Linked DNA regions of Danio rerio: region 1 is linked to region 2. The links are chromatin contacts, called in public HiCAR-type maps. All regions are on one chromosome and are shown on one strand. Each heading gives the region's core, a stretch centred on a gene start, on an enhancer-like site or on the middle of the called end of the contact. The rest is flanking DNA. Distances are from core to core; before and after follow the strand shown.

What was found. HiCAR-type assays count read pairs that join an accessible place to other places.
Region 1: a HiCAR-type map of caudal fin shows a contact between it and region 2, with 6 times the contacts expected there. The contact joins two enhancer-like sites. A contact is called at or near these places in 4 of 18 Hi-C or Micro-C datasets (caudal fin, embryo, hematopoietic stem cells and 1 more) and 1 of 4 datasets of contacts at active chromatin or transcription factors (caudal fin).

The regions. Positions count from the first base shown.
Region 1 is chr18:42,230,495-42,234,266 of GRCz12tu, reverse strand. It overlaps leo1 (LEO1 homolog, Paf1/RNA polymerase II complex component), which reads left to right. Exons shown (of 11, transcript NM_207067.1): 11 at 318-742. The coding sequence ends at 572. Among named protein-coding and RNA genes, the nearest start is that of leo1, 30 kb to the left of the region's middle. Within about 2 kb of position 2,051, at least 9 of the 62 cell types and tissues checked have an H3K27ac peak or open chromatin away from gene starts, as enhancers often do. A contact at or near this core is called in caudal fin, where this site is marked.
Region 2 is chr18:42,095,735-42,099,709 of GRCz12tu, reverse strand. No RefSeq gene overlaps it. Among named protein-coding and RNA genes, the nearest start is that of mapk6, 30 kb to the left of the region's middle. Within about 2 kb of position 2,144, at least 3 of the 62 cell types and tissues checked have an H3K27ac peak or open chromatin away from gene starts, as enhancers often do. A contact at or near this core is called in caudal fin, where this site is marked.

The sequences.
Region 1 (3,772 bases), core at 802-3,301, 130 kb before region 2:
TCTTGGCGTGACTGTGCAAATTACTGCTTGTTACCTTTTTGATATCGATGTCCATAATTTGTAAAGAGACAAAATAAATGAGAGTTGTTCTCTTTAGTTGTTTAATAGACTCTCAACTCATGAAGGAGACCATTTCCATATAGTCATTCAAGAATACTGTTACAGAGCTAAAAAAAAATGATGGTCTGAGGGGCTGGAAATATTCAAGATAAACTAAACTCTGATTGTTTTTTTGTGTAAGACACTTTGATTAACATCATAGGTGGACATTAGGGAACTAACATATACTTGGGATTAATATTTGTCTTGTATTTCAGGAGGGAGAGAACTCTGGAAAGAGGAAGGCAGAGGAAGATGAGGAATCTGCTTCAAAAAAGCCCAAAAAGTATGTCATTAGTGATGAAGAAGACGAGGACGGAGATGGAGAACGCGATGGAGACCGAGAGAGAGGCGGGGATATGGATGGAGACGGAGATGGAGATATGGAAGGAGATGGAGATGTGGACAGAGACGGAGATATGGATGGAGATGGAGATGGCGATGGAGAGGGAGACGGAGAGGAAGACGAGTAATTTTTTTTTTCTTATTTTTTTTTTTTTACATAATGTTTTGATCGGCTAATTGTTGGTTAAGTACGTGTTTAGTCCAGAAAATCAATTGTGCAGTTAACTGATTGTATATTTTATAATGTCAGAAGATGCTCATCATTCAACAGGTTAATAAAGAGCAATAACCTCAGTAAGACCTGTGTGTGTGTTTTTAAAATGTGTATCTTGAAAGATAAGACTGTGTGTGAGTGTGTGTGTGCGTGCGTGCGTGTGGGCGATCTTTTTTGAACAGCACTTTAAATTACGTCTTGGTAAAATGATGTCTCGATTTCTGTTGCGATATTAGGATGGTAGGGTCAAAAATTGGTGTCAACAGCATAAAAGCATGGATCCATCCTCCCTTGTATTAATGGTTCAGGCTGGTGCTGGTGGTGTAATGGTATGGGGGATATTTTCTTGGCACAGTTTGGGCCCAGTAGTACCAATTGAGCATCGTGTCAACCAATGCCTCAGCCTACCTGAGAATTGTTGCTGACCATGTCCATCTCTTTATGACCACAGCATACCCATCTTCTGATGGCTACTTCCAGCAACGTGATAATGTGCCGTGTCATACAGCTCAAATGATCTCAGACTGGTTTCTTGAACATGACAATGAGTTCACAGTACTCAAATGATCTCCAGAGTCACCAGTTCTCAATCTAGTAGAGCACCTTTGGGACGTGGTTGAATGGGAGATTCACATTATGGATGTTTAGCTGAAAAATCTGCAACAACTGCATGATGCTATCATGTCAATATGGACCAAAATACCTAAGAAATATTTCCAGTACCTTGTTGAATCTATGCTATGAAGGATTAAGGCAGTTCTGAAGGCAAAAGTGGGTCCAACCTGGTATTAATAAGCTGTACCTAATAAAGTGGCCGGTGAGTGTGTGTGTGTGTGTAATTATATACATATGTAATTTAATTTTTTTTTAATGAATACAGTTTTATATAGTAATTAGTGTTCAGATTTATAGCAATAGGTTATATATAAATATTTGGTAATTAATAAAAAAAATGTCCCTAAATTTATTTTCAAAACTGCTAATAAAATTTGGTGTACTCTATGCTAATTTACAAATAAAAAAAAATCAGTATTACACAAATCTAATTAATGTTTATATGCTAGACGTCACAGGGTTGACTGTCGTTAAAAGGGCTTTAAAATAGAACAATTTTCTTTCTTGGATATATACGTTTAATCAAATGCAGCCTAAAAATAAACTACCTTAGCAACAGCATATAAATGTCCTGCCAACCTCCCACTACTCTTCATCCATGGTGAGATGTATGTTTTCAGAAAATCGACAGACTTAATCCCTTTTTCTATTTTTACGCATGCTTCAACTCGGCATCCAGGCAGTGTTGCGTAAATGACTTCACTTGTAATTCATTCCACAACACTCTCATCAGCACACGGAGGATTCCCCTTTTCATCTTCATTTCGCCTCAGGGTTGTTCTGGCTGGAGTTACGAAATCAAATAAACACGTAATCGCACGCTGTGGCTGTCACACACATTCAAGACCTGCTTCTTCATCTGTAAACACACTCGCAATGTGACGGGTGGGTTTCGTGTCATGTTTCAGATGTTTATGTTAATTTTTAGACACAATATTAATGTTTTGCACTAAAAAGAGTTAATAAGGCAATTTTTAGTGAAATAATCGTGGTTTTCATTCACTGTAAAAAATGCTGGGTTTCACACAATCGTTTTGTGTTGGGACAACTTAAAGGAATTAAGTTAACTGATTAGTTTTTACAAATATAAGAGGATTGGGCATAAAAAAAATAAGTCACAAAAATAGCAAAAACCTTAAGCTTATTTTAGGTAGTTTGAACAAACCGCAAATGTCATTTTCTTGAGTGTTTGTAGAAACAACTAAAACATTAGCTATTCTGAATAAAATAAAATTCTCTAAGTAAAATACATTTATATATATAGCAAACATTAATATTTTACTCAAAATCTTACTCATGGGGAAGATTAAGGCCACTCAATAAAAAAGATTTTAGATTTAAGTAATTATAATGTGATTAAATATTTATTTCAATAAAAAATACAAAGTAAAATGTTAAGAATTAAGTCATTAAATTGAGAAATTTGTGTTTGAGAATACTGGTGGAAGGCCATCTGACGGATAAAACATATACTAGAGAAATTTGGGGTCCGTTCCACTGTGGCAACCCCTGATAAATCAGGGACTAAACAAAAAAAAAAAAAAAATGAGCGATTTAAGAAAAAAACTTGTTGAATTGAAAGTAAAAGTTAAATAAAATGTCCCAACACAAATTATGTTAAATTAATAGTTTTTTACTTTGTCATTGAAGTGAATTAAACATAAAACAATTAAGTTATTTGAAAGAAAACTGCTGAATTGTGTTGTTTCAACTCATTCTAAATTAGTAGTTTAAACAAACAGCAAAAATCAGCTTTTTGACTGTTTTGAGAAAAAAAAACTAGTTAAATTTAGAAAAAAAACAAGTCAAAATTAAATGTTGAGAATTAACCTAATAAATTCTGAGATTAAAGGTTGATATGTTTCGAGAAAAATCAAGGTTATTATATTAAGATTTTTACACTTAAGGAATTTTTTTTATATATCTTTTCAATTGAGTTTCATACATTTTCTTGAAATTTAAGGAGTTTCATCTCACTAAACAGTGACTTTAAAGTCAGTGTGAAATTAAAATTAATAATTAATTTTCTCGCAAAATAGTGATTATAATATGAGATAAAATTAATTAAAATTTAATTTATTTAAATAAGTTTGATTCAGTTGATTAAAATCTCACAAAATAGTGACTTCAAAGTCAGTGTAAAATCAAAATTAATGATTACTTTCCTTAAGCACTTTGGTATATTTAGGAAACAATTATACTCCTTAATAATTAATTAGAGTTGGTAATCTTCAATCAAAGTCTGACCTTTTTTTTTCTCTGTTAATGTCAATTTGACGTTTTTAGAAACAATATTCTTAACCACGCCGCTCCTACCGTTAGTTTGCTATTAGGTTATGATACACAAAAAGAAAGCCATGCCCCCTACTCACTAATCAGTTGCAAGTACATCAACATACTAAAATTAAAAGTGACAGCAACTTCCAGTTCACAACCTTAATCTCGATTTATTAGAAATAGTTTTTAATTACTCCTTGGTCAAATCTGGTTCAATAGTTT
Region 2 (3,975 bases), core at 895-3,394:
CTGTCGTATCTGAACGTATCGAGAGAGGCTTGTTTGACTGAATCTTGAATTAAGTTTGCCATGTCATCTTTTAAACTGGCCCGCTGTTTTGCCAACTGTTTCAGGTGTATTTTTGCTGCTAGCGTTATCGGTCGCCATCATAACTACTAACTTTCCAGCTAGGCTAGCACCTGAACGCGTTGCTGGCGCAGTACCTTGCTTCTGTTTGGAGTTGCTGATTTCTCTTATTAAACTTTCTGTAGTTCTTATATTAACTTATTTTGTGAAGTAATTAGATTGAAAAAGAAGACACTTTTTATATTTAAAAGTAAACTGGTTGAGAGGTCCTTGCTCTCTCTTACATCACCAAACCGGAAGTCTTTAGCTTACTCAATTTACCTACTGCACATCTTTGGACTTGTGGGGGAAACCTGAGCACCCAGAGGAAATCCGCACGAACATGGGGAGAACATGCAAACTCCACACAGAAATACCAACAATCATGTCACCCCTATTTATACAATGTACATTAGGGTTGGTATGATATGGTATGAATGAAATAGTTCTCTTTGTAAACTTTAGTGTATCTGAATCGAGGTTTTATTAATTTAACACTGATAATATTGCCGGTGTACATACCTGTCAACCCTCCAGATTCTTCCGTATGGTACCATTTCATCCCACTATCATCCCATTTAAGTATTTACCCACATTTCTCCCATATTTTAATCTTGAAAGTTGTGAGCAAAATTAACACAGAGCTGATCTCAAATGTGATAGAATTGCAAGAGAATTATGCTTTTGATTTATTTTTATCTTAAAAAGAACTTGAAATGAATATATCCCACAGTTTCACATATGAATGTTGACAGGTGTGGCTGATGTCAGAGAACAAATTTAAAGTAATAAGATTTTCTGAGGAAATAAACTAGCATCTGCTCTCCTCGACAGGTTTTACATAACACTCTCTCTGTCCTCGCTGTGTGCATAACCTTAGTGAAGTGTTATTGTTCAGCGTTAACAGATATTAAAAACTGAAGCACCATGTTGAGTGGCCCTATTGATGCAATGCGATCTTTTGTTTGCCCTTGTTAAAGCACTCAACGAAGACATGAAACACAGAAACCCTGAATGTCGTGGAAAAGGGTATTAAATAAAGGATCAGACAGAGGCCAAAACCCTGATCACAGACAATCAATGTGTTATTCAATAGTACTTTACACCACAGCACTGACGATTAATGAACACACAGTCCTTATCCTTGACTTTGTCTTCATTGAGTAGACAGGATGTTTTTCTTCCATAGATCTTTCACTCTGTGCTGTTAAAAAGCATTTTACTCTGAATTTAGCAAGCCACTGTTGTTCTAAATTTGGTGACATATGTTAATCGCCACTTGCTTGCACGGTTTGCTGCGCATTGATGGATTTGCTCTTCAGTGTTTAGACTTTCAGCAGTAAAATTTAAACTAAGCTGAACTGAACTAAACTGAACTCTGAAAACTGGACTGATGTAGTTTTAGTTTACTAGAACTTCTATATTAAGCTGCTTTGACACAATCTACATTGTAAAAGTGCAATAGAAAAAAGGATGAATTGAATTGAATTTTAAATACAGAAACTTCCAGAAGGTTTTATAAACTCGGTCCCACTTTATATTAAGTTTCCTTAACTACTATGCACTTGCATCAAAAAATAAATACAATGTACTTACTGTGTTCATAATGTATTTGAGAACACTTGTGGTGCTCTTGAGTTGGGATAGGGGTTGGGTTATGGACAGGTTTGGTGGCATGGGTAGGTTTAAGGGTGGGTTAAGTTGTAAGGGATGGTCAACATTGTATTGACAAATGTAATTACAGAAGTTAATTACTGATGTAATTACATGCAGGTATTTAATCAAGCAGAAGTACACAATAAATACATGCATTTACACAATAAGTACATTGTAACAAACTATTAATCCATGTGTAAGTACATATTAGTTAAGGGCACTTAATATAAAGTGGGACCATAAACTCTTGGACTGGACTCAAGAGGTCTTCAGTTTCCATTCAGTAGCAACATAACAAGGATAAAGAATTACAGTTGGGTACAAAACAGTCCCTTAGTAACTTATAGAGGTTGACATGGCTTGTTAAACAGGTAATTCAGCATTTGGTGCACCTGTTATCTGTGAACTAAGAAGATGATGAATCATTCTTAGTAGTCAAATAACATTCAGAACCGCCAAAGACATTTCCACACAACATAATCTTGCCCACACACTTCTTTTTCTGTAACCTTACAGTAAAATAATGCTGGGTTCCACACAATCGATTTGTGTTGGAAAAACACGAAGGGAATAAGTTAACGTATTAATTTTTTAACAAATTGAAGTAGATTGAATGTAAAACAATTGAGTTGTCCCCCCAAATAACTAAATAATTGTGTTGTTTTAGCTCTTTTAAAATTAGCAGTTTGAATATGAATCATCTTTTTTTTTTTGTGTACAAGAAACATGTAAATCATTACAAAAGCTACCATAATATACAAATAATACTCATTATTTATATTATGTGAAAAACATCCATGTGAAACATGCGGTCACTTTAGCAATATTTATTTGACCAACTTGAACAAAAGGGCAGATCTTTTTGGGGAAAATTTTGTAAAACTCCCCAACATGCAGATCCTAGGTAAAATGGTTGGATTTCACTTCACAGAGTGATGGACTCCATTGGGTTGTTTGAGGAAGAAGTAGAAATCTTTGTGAATGTACGCTACCATTGACTCCTTTTACTCACTCAGTTGACAAGTTCACAAATACAATCAAAAGGGGATGTGGTCTTGTTGGGTTATGGACGTGTTTGTTTTAGTGCTAACAAATCTCAACATTGTTTGGCAAAATTCCCTTAGTGCACCTTAATTAAATCACCAGTGAGATGCCTCACATAAATGCTACCAAAATAATTGTATGTACTCTTGCTATGGTGGTTCAGTGGTTAGCCTTACAGCAAGAAGGCTGCTGGTGCAAGTCCTGCCAGTTGGCATTTCTATGTGGAGTTTGCATGTTCTCCTCATGTTCATGTGGGCTTCCTTCGGGTGCTCAGGTTTCCCCTACAGTCCAAAGACATGCGCTACAGGTGAGTTGGGTTAACAAAATTGCCCATGGTGTGTGAGTGCATGTGTGAATGCAAGAGTGTGTGGGTGTTTCCAGTACTGAGTTGCAGCTGGAAGAGCATGTGCTGCGTAATACATATGCCGAAATAGTTGGTGGTTCATCCCGCTGTTGCGACTCCTGATAAATAAGGGACTAAGCAGAAGAAAAATGAATGAATGAATGTACTCTTCCAAACCTTTATGATTTTCTTTATTTTGCTTAACCTAAAAAATACATATGTTGAAGAAAGCTGGAAATGGGTAAAAGTTTAAGGTCTCTACATCCTTGTTCTTAAGCCAATTCAAGAGTTCACATTTAGCTGATTATTAATGATAAAGCTTGTTTGGCATGCTGTCCCGGGAAAGAGCCTCATAAAATTCTCGAGCCCGGGGCTCCCTCCCATTTGCAAGGGGAGAGGGGAGTTTGAGCTCAGGAAGATCTGGAGAACTCCCCTGCTGTAGTAGCTAATGAACAGTTAGTGATTGCTCTTAAGAGATAACTACTTACTGGGAGCATGTCTATGATGCCAATTTGGATTAGTCAATTAAATTAAGTTGCATGTTTTTGGACGGTGGGAGGAAACCGGGGGAAAGTCACGCGAGTACGGTGAGAATGTATAAACTCCACACAGAAACGTTGGCTGGCTTGGTAAGGATTAGAACCAGTGACGTTCTTGCTGTGAGGAAACAGTGCTAACCACTGGGGCACCGTGCCACCCATCTAGGAAAGGAGGAGGAGCAGAGGTGGAAGGGGGGATTCTTTAAAACGAAAATGGCTGTCATATGGGACTAAGGGAATTTATAGTGGCTAAGGAATCGTCTGATTCTGAATGATGAATTGAATAATGCGGGGCCG